3 separate regions of the Mus musculus genome follow, and all the other regions are linked to region 2. The links are chromatin contacts, called in public HiChIP or PLAC-seq maps. All regions are on one chromosome and are shown on one strand. The core of a region is the stretch at or near the end of the contact, and the rest is flanking DNA. Distances in the headings are between cores, read along the strand shown.

Region 1 (2,700 bases), core at 195-2,694, 320 kb before region 2:
TCCCCCAATCATAAGTAGATAGGCAGCCATTTCTGCCTGCCCACCTGTCCCTTAGCCACCCTGAAACATCCCCCTCCCCCCACTTCCCTGGTTTTGCTTTCCCTGAGGACAGTACTTTACCTATGTCAGAGTACATGTGTTTCACCGGACCTGCATGCAAATCTGAGGGTCTGTTTCTGTTTGTGCTGCGGTATCTACATGCATACGTGGGTGTCACACATACTCACATGTGCGCGCGTGTGTGTGTGTGTGTGTGTGTGTGTGTGCAATGGCTGCCCTGCTGTGTGCATGATGGGGTTTGGGGAGGGGGGTGCCGTCCACACATGAGGTTCTGCTAGCCTGGGTCTATGTGGATGAACCTGTGGGCTGAGTGGGCCTCCTGAGCTGAATGCTGGGCATGGAGCTCTCTGAGCAAATAGTTCAGCTTGCTTGGGACTGGAGGACACGGTAAATCCTAAATCCAGCCTGTCTCGTGAGACCGGCTTTAGCTCTAAACAGTGGTCTTGCACAGCATGCTAAGGAGAGTCTCTACAGGAGCCAGGGTGTGTGGGGCAAAACCCCTTGGTTCATTGCAATGTCCAGTGGGACCTAAGAAAAGGTGTGGGTGGGCAGCCCTGGAGCCAGTCTCAGCTCTGGGCTTCCTTTCTTCATCAGAAGTCATTTCCCAGAGTCTTTTGGTCCTGAGGACTCGGTGCCCCTCCCACCTTGCTGGGGCCCCGGGTGAAGGGACCACCTGGCTTTGATTCAGACAAGACCCCGTTCTCTGAGCCACTGTGCCTGTCTCTCCCAGTCCATTGCTCTCTGCACCTCCTGCCACTGGTGCCACTGCCTGGGTGTATGTGTCCCTATTCCCTGGCCAGCCTATGCCCCCACCCCACTCTCAAGACACCCATCATCCCGGTGTTTCTAGCCCCCTGTTCTCTGTCTGGCCCCAGCCAGTTCGTGGCCTTGTGCTCAAAGCCATCTTCAGCCCCCTTTCCTTCAGTCCTCTGTACCTTGTCCCCGATTTTTGGATTCTTGCGTCTCCCTGTCCGTCCAGTGCCTTCAGCCCGTTTGGTCCTCGGTTCCCATCCCTTGCCTTCTTTCTGAACCCTCTCTCCTCCATACCTCTTCTGTCTTCTGTCCGGTCCTGTCCCCTTGTCCCCAGCCTCCGATTCTCAGTCCCCAGGGCATCCTCCCTCCGACCCTGCCCATGCCATCCTGCGCCCAGGCTGGCTGAGGTCGAGGCGGGGAAGTTGCGCCCCGGGCAGCACCGCCCCCGCCCCCGCCCCGCCGCGCCGCTCACCTTCGCCGCGCCCCGCGGACACGCAGGTGGCCGCCGCCGCGGCCGTGACGACCCAGAGAGCGGGGGACAGGCGGGCCCGGGCGGGGGCCATGGCCGGGCGGCGCCGCGCTCCTCGGGCTCGGCCCGGCGGCCGCGCGTGGCGCGCTCCTGCCTCTCCCGCACCCCGGCCGGCGCACACGCGGCTCAGCCGCACGCGGGCACCCGCGCCCGCCACCGCCCCGGGCGGGGCCGCCCCCGCGCGCAGCCAATCAGCGCCGGGGCGGGCGGGACGCGGAGCCCGCACCGCGGCCACCGGCCGGCAGCACGTGCACACGCCCGCCCGGGCCGGCTCGCGCCTGGGGGCGTTGGCCCCGTGCCACTCGTGGGCCGCACCGCAAGCACGCGACCTCGCTACCGCGGCCAGCCTGGGGATGTCCCGGAGGACGCACACGGGACGCACCGCCGGTTCTCCCACTCCTGCCCATGCAATACCTCGCAGGGGACCGCGCGTGCATTCTTTCTAGTTTATGGGCCCATAGACAACTCAGTGGTACTTGGAGTTGACAAATCGCTCTGCCTCCCCACCTCCAGGACTGGGTGGTCACCGAGGTTCAGAGAGGCCATACAGATGGGTGTTCCAGAGAGCTGGACTCCCTGGCTTGTGTGGCTTCAGGCAAGTTTCCAGCACTGGCTGAGCAAATCAGGAATCACTGGGCCTGTGCCCCAGGGCTGCGGTGAGAGTTCCGTGAAAGGGCCCAGGTAAGCTCCCAGCATCCTTTAAGGGCACACAGCCAAGCTGGCCAGTGGCTGAGGTTTCCTGCTCCTTTCTTATGCAACGCCCATCCATCCTGGGAGGATTGCAGGCTGGGGGTATCCTGTCCTGTCTGATCATGCAATGTCCCCTGGGGAGGACCGACCGCAGTTCAACCCTCTGAGCAACCTCTGGAAACCAACTCAAAGTATGACTACCAGTGAGAATGGGACCTACCAGTTCCTGATTGGCACAACCTTCTGCCTAGGTCACACAGAGTGAACAAAGACCACTTGGGGAACACATACATACATGCCCTATGGGTTAGCTCTTTCTTTCCGGGCATTATAAACACACCCACTCTAGTTTAAGCCCCATATGTGCCTGCAGGGAGGAGGAGGGAAGGAAACTAACGCTAGGTCCCCCAGCTAGATGCTCGAGAGGAATCCAGAGGGTTTGTCTCTGAAGCTCATTTCTTTGCTCTGTATATCTTGATCGCAGAAGGGGAGGGGCAGTTCCATTTCAGAACTCCTTCTAGCATATCGAACAAACTACCTCAAAAATGTAGTGAGCCACCTCTTCACCAGAGAGAGAGATTCAAGCAGTCACTAAGCTAGAGATTGTCAAGGGAGTGGCAGAAGGTAGAAGAGGCAAATCTGACTGAACCCAGAGTGGGGAACTCAAG
Region 2 (2,700 bases), core at 88-2,587:
GCCAAACTCACATAGAGAAAACAGTTGGTTCTGGAAGGGCAGAGGCCAGGTCATTTTCTCTCCCCCTTGCTTTTAGTGAGATTGAGTAGGGTCTCTGGGCTTTCGTGTCCTGTTTAGACAGAGTTCCTCTAGCTCAGTGGGATGTAGCCTCAGGCAGGGCCAGAGTCTGGGCTCTATCAGTGACCTGGAGAGGGTGTGGCCCAGCCATGGCAAGTAACTATTAACACGGAATTGAGCTTCAGCACCAGCCAGGCATGGGTTTTTAAGCAATATCTCCACTCCATTCATTCACTCCACAAACGTGTCACCCACCCACTCTGTGCCAGACACCAAGCTAAGGGTTGAATCTGCCTGACGTGGGAGAAGTAATAAAAGAATCGAACAGAAACCCAAGCAGACAGCAAAGATTGGTTCCTGTGCTAAAAGGAAGCCTCCACAGCCTTCCAGTTCCTAAGCAGAAGGTCTACACAGAAAGGCAAGGGGTTCGCTCAAAACCTCGCTGCCTGGAGCGCGCCAGAACTCAGGGCGATCCAGAAGCGAGGTTTCGGATTCCCGGAGTCTCAGGCCACTGTCCCAAGCTGCCCGAAGTAGAGAGGCCCCTGTCCAGCTCCGGGAAGGCTGGAGGGAGGTGAGTGCTAGGGAGGGGCCGGACCACAGAACGCGGGGGCCTGAGGGCGGGGAGGGGTCCGGTGGGGACAGCCGGGCGGCACCCCAGCCTGGTGCGCCCTGAGCGCGAGCGACTGGGTGCGCGCGAGTAGCAGCCGCTCTCGCTCCGGTGGCTCCGCCGGGGTCGGCCGGGGATCCCGGCTCCCAGGCGCCGGCGGGGGGCCGCGGGGCGCGGCCAGGGCGGCGCTGCAGTGCCCGCAGCGGCGGGCTGGGGGAGCTGTGCCCGCTCGTCCCTAAGGCCCCGGGCGGGGACCCAGCAGCTGGGTCGCCGCGCCTCTAGCTCGGCCCAACTGGGCGGCGTGCGGCCAAGCGTGCCTGCAGCAGCGGGGCTGAGGCTCCGAGCGCGTCCGGGCGCCGGGCCGGGGAGGCCCCCCAGGAGAAGCCCAGTCCCGCGGGCTCAGGACCGCCCCCGTGGGGGGGGGGTTGTCCCACGCCGCTGGACCCGCCCAGGTAACCCCATCCTCGGCCCGCCCCCGGCCCGCCCCGCCGGCCGCCCGCCCGCCTCCGCCGCCACCGCCGCATCCCGGCTCTGGGGCGGCGCTGACAGTCGGGTCCGCCGGGCAGCGGGCGCAGCAGCGGGCGGCGCGGCCGGCTGCTCGGAGGCTGAGCCCCGCCGCGCGCCCCGGCCCGGCGCCCCAGCCCGTCCGCGCGGCGCCCACCTGCCGCCCCGACGGGAGCCTTGCGGCCGCTGCCCCGGGCTGGGCGCGCACGGCACCATGAGCCCCCGTTCGTGCCTGCGGTCCCTGCGACTCCTCGTCTTCGCCGTGTTCTCGGCCGCCGCGAGCAATTGGCTGTAAGTCGGGCCGGGGACCGGGCGGGCGGGGCGGGTCCCGGGGCCACAGGCGCAGGGGGCTCCCGGCAGGTGTCTCAGCCGTGGGACCCGAGGATCGCGCTCCCGCCGGTTCCTCCTGCCGGCCACCACCACTGTCCGGTCTTCCCTCTGGAGGTCCCGGGACCCCTGCTGCCCCAGTCCGGCTCGGGGTAGCAGGGCTGGCAGTGCGTCTGCACCGGGAGGCTCCTTTGGGTGCTCGAGGGCGCGCGGGGGTGCGAGCGCGGGGCGGTGGCCCGGGAACGGAGCGAGGCGCAAACCGGCGGGCTGACAGGTCTCCGAGGGAAAGCGTCCCGAGCATAATAGCAGGTTAACCGCGAGGAGTCTGGGCGCGAGCTCCTCGCGCTGCGCTGCGCCGCGCCGCGCTGCGGGCTGAGCTGGAGGCGTGCAGAGACCTGTTTCTGCTTGGGGGGCGGGAGCCAAACATAGAAGTCCAGGACCGGGGCGCCGAGCCTCTGAGAGCCCGCAGGCTGGCTCTGGCTGCTCCTCGCTGTTCCCTGAGGCAGGAAGAAACTTCTCCCAACCTTTAATAAAGAAGGCGACAACCCCCATCCACCTCTAAGGGTCTTGCCTAAGAAGGAAGGGGGTGGTAACCACTGGTGACCTGTGTGTCTCTCCCTGACTGGGTCTGCGCTCGGGAGGATCCCTGGGAAGGCGAGCTAAAGAGCTAGTGACTAAGAGAACAAGGAACCAGCTTTTAGACTCCTTCATCCCTCCTCAGTGGCACTTCCTATGGCCCAGGCTTAACCCTGGCCCCAACTTCTCCTGCCCAGAGCTCTGCAGCCTTCCACTGTGGGCAGCCAGTGGGGAGCCAAGCTCCTGTATTGATCTGAAAAGCATGAGGTGGGAAGGGGGGATAGCCAACAGTGTAGCTGGGGTTTCCATGGAGACAGTGGGAAAGGAAAAATTCTCTCTGCATCAAGACCAAAGAACAAATATCTCCCATGAAATTGCCCTGAGTGTCCAATGGCTGTTGCTATGAGGTCATTGTGGCCAGCCAGGGCCCTGGAGACTGGAAAGGAGTGTGTTCGTTGGGGTCAGAGCCACCCAGAGCTTGGGAGACTGAGGTGATGTGGAATTCTCCCAGCTGTTCCGAGAGCTCGCAATTCCTCTGAGGCCCAAAGTGGCTGCATTGTTTTTCCTGGATTCTTAATTTGATTAACACTTCAGGGGCAGTGGCAGAGTGGACAGAAACCAGGGCACAG
Region 3 (2,700 bases), core at 132-2,631, 430 kb after region 2:
TAGCACAAGGGCTCCTGAGACCTCCTGCCTTCCCTGGAGGGCAACAGCCCTGGACAAGGCTACAGTAGTCCTCAGGAAACAGCCACTTGATGGCAGCCACTTGCTTGAACAGCTGGGTTTGAGAGTGAGGCTTCCCCCTGGCCATGGGACTGTTGTTTGTCCTGCCTGGGTTTTGGCCCTTCCATCTGGAGGGAAGGCTAATGTTGCAGATCCTCGGAGCCTGAGGCTCAGAGAGCCCAAGGTGGGCCCTTCAGTTACCAAGGAAGCCGCTATCCTTCAGCCTCCTGGCCTCCACCCAGTTGGCTCCCACTTTCCAATCATGCTAACGCAGCGCAGACAGTGAGCTTCAGACCGCCACAGCCCCACAGTGCACCCCTCCTCCAGACTAGGACCCATTCTGTGAACTGAAACCAGCTCCCAGAGTGACTCATTTGGATTTCCAGCAGGCTATTGGTGAGCTGAGGGAACCTGCCTGGGATACTCTCCAGTTTTCCTCAATACCCTATTCTGTTACATATTTACAATGATACTGGAACCAGTTTGAGGGGCATGTAACCTCCCTGTACCTAAGGGCAAGTCCCACCTCTAACATAGAGTAGACAGCTGCTGCTGCTACTGTTGCTCCTCCCCTCCTCTGCCTCCTCCTCCTCCTCCTTCTCTTTCTTCTTCTTCTTTAGTTTTTCAAGACAGGGTTTCCTTGTGTAATGCTGGCTGTCCTGGAACACACTCTGTAGACCAGGCTGGCCTTGGACTCACAAAGATCTACCTGCCTCTGTCTCCTGAGTTCTGGGACTAAAGGTGTGTGTCACCATTGCATGGCTGAGAGTGTCTTCTCTATTGACCTTGCCAGCTCGTCACTGGGCAGCGCCTTTGGAAGTGCTTTGGAAATAATCAGTATTACTGTGTCCCCAGAGCTGTGCAGGGGTTGTATTTTCTTTTCTTTGGGGAGCCACATTTAAATAGACACCGAGCTACCCTCTGCAGTACTCAGGGACTGTAAAATCTGCATACATGTGCATACTTGGCCTACCTATACCTAACCTGGGAGCCAGACCACATTCAGACAGACAGACAGACACAAGTACATATATCTATAGTGTATTCAGACTTGCTCATGAACACATAAAGGAGATAGAAAGTAAATACCCCCCCAGGCGTCCCTACCCACCCCTTCCTACCCACGGGTACTTCTATGCTACAGCAATGCAGTATGTCACGTAGAGCCACGACTAGCCTTGGAGACACACATGTACACAGATAAGGACCTAGACACATACGCAGGCGGCATCCACTCTACCTGGCCTACATATCGCCGGTGATTTGAGCAGCTTTGGCCTCCCCCAGGGCCACGGTAGGAAAAGATGCTCTTCTGGCTGCATTGTGTTGGGTACCCGGAAGTGTGCAGGCCTGGAAGTGGTTGCATAAATCAATATTTGCTGTTGTTAATTATTAAAGCCAAAGCTACTCGGTGTCTGGAATGCACATCTCTGGTGTTCCCGCTGGCTCTCTAGGTCTAAACCTGACCCTGGGCCAGGTCTGGGAGGGCAGGGAAAGTGCTGCCTGCCTTCCTTTCAGGAGCTCCCTGGCCCTGGGGACAGAGGGTAGTAGACAGCACTTCTGGGAAGCTGTAGGAGATCTGCCCCCCGCCCCTAGCTGGAGGACAGTCCTGCCCCTAGAGCATCCAGACTTCTCCAGCATCTGTCTTGGGGTCTGTCCCTGCTGCAGACTGGCTGCACCAGCCTAAGACACAAGGACTTCAGGGTCAAGTTGGGGGTGGGGGGTGTCGTTTCAGAAGCCTTGTAATTTACAGATGGTAAACTGAGCCAATGGAGGTGCCAGAGACTCTGCAGCTTCAGACTCTTCCAGGGATCCCGGGGTTTTCTAGCAAAAAAAGCTATTGCACCTCTTGGAATATGATTTTCTAGTGAAGACATTTGTACCTCCTTGGTTATGGCGATCTGGTGAGACACGCAAAGGGTCCAGCAAAGAAAGTGCTTAAGCACCATCTCCAGTACTCCTGCATTCCCTGGGCACAGCTGTCCCAAGAACCTTGTCCTTGAAGCCCAGAGGCAGGGTCTCCAGTCTGGGAAGACACAGCTGCTCACAGAAGTGCCTGAGGCTTCCCGCGCGCAGGCGCAGTGTCCTGGGCCCCTTGCCCGGCCGCCCCGCGAGTGGGCGTGGTGGCCTTCCGCCCCGCCCCTCCTCCGCGCCTCCCGCACCTGGCGCCCCGCCCCCTCGGGCCCGGCAGCAGGGTGAGCCCAGAGAAGGCAGAGCGGCGGCGGGCGGGACAGGAGCGCAGAGCTCGGGCTACGGGGCCCCGGGCCGGGCCGGCTTACAGCGCCGCCGGGGCTGGGGCTCGGGATGGCGCAGCCGCGGCCCCCAGCGCCCCATGGCCGTCCGCGGAGGGGCTCGTTGCCGGCGGGGGCCGGCTGGCAGGTGAGGACCCTGGCAGGGGCGGCCTGGCCGACTGGGGACCCAGGGCCATCAGTCAGCCTTACTACCCAGAGTCTGGCAGTCTGTGCCTGAACCCCGTCACGGTGGGTGTGTATGTTTTTGGACTGACACCCGAACTACACGGAGCACCCTAGTGTTTTCCAAAGCTGCCCCTGGGTCAGACGTAGGGACACTGTGGCCATGGGCTGCAGTGACACTGGGTGTGTGTTTAACTGTTGTTGGGACTGCCTGCTGCCTTTTCCACAC

The links. HiChIP or PLAC-seq counts read pairs in DNA pulled down with a chosen protein or histone mark.
Region 1: an H3K4me3 HiChIP or PLAC-seq map of embryonic stem cells shows a contact between it and region 2, with 19 read pairs. The contact joins the promoter of Epha8 here to the promoter of Wnt4 in region 2. A contact is called at or near these places in 9 of 39 promoter capture datasets (the HPC-7 cell line, HPC-7-derived erythroid cells, cranial neural crest and 5 more), 2 of 484 Hi-C or Micro-C datasets (liver and nephron progenitors) and 6 of 115 datasets of contacts at active chromatin or transcription factors (embryonic hindbrain, embryonic stem cells, pancreatic cancer cells and 1 more).
Region 3: an HNF4G HiChIP or PLAC-seq map of pancreatic cancer cells shows a contact between it and region 2. The contact joins the promoter of Rap1gapos here to the promoter of Wnt4 in region 2. A contact is called at or near these places in 1 of 115 datasets of contacts at active chromatin or transcription factors (pancreatic cancer cells) and 1 of 9 other capture datasets (macrophages).

What each region holds. Positions count from the first base shown.
Region 1 is chr4:136,955,372-136,958,071 of GRCm38.p6, forward strand. It overlaps Epha8 (Eph receptor A8), which reads right to left and starts at 1,445. Exons shown (of 17, transcript NM_007939.2): 1 at 1,286-1,445. The coding sequence starts at 1,376.
Region 2 is chr4:137,276,298-137,278,997 of GRCm38.p6, forward strand. It overlaps Wnt4 (wingless-type MMTV integration site family, member 4), which reads left to right and starts at 1,338. Exons shown (of 5, transcript NM_009523.2): 1 at 1,338-1,459. The coding sequence starts at 1,383.
Region 3 is chr4:137,705,225-137,707,924 of GRCm38.p6, forward strand. Rap1gapos (RAP1 GTPase activating protein, opposite strand) reads right to left here and starts at 1,382. Exons shown (of 2, transcript NR_138594.1): 1 at 1,298-1,382. Rap1gap (Rap1 GTPase-activating protein) reads left to right here and starts at 2,243. Exons shown (of 24, transcript NM_001379234.1): 1 at 2,243-2,436. The coding sequence starts at 2,362.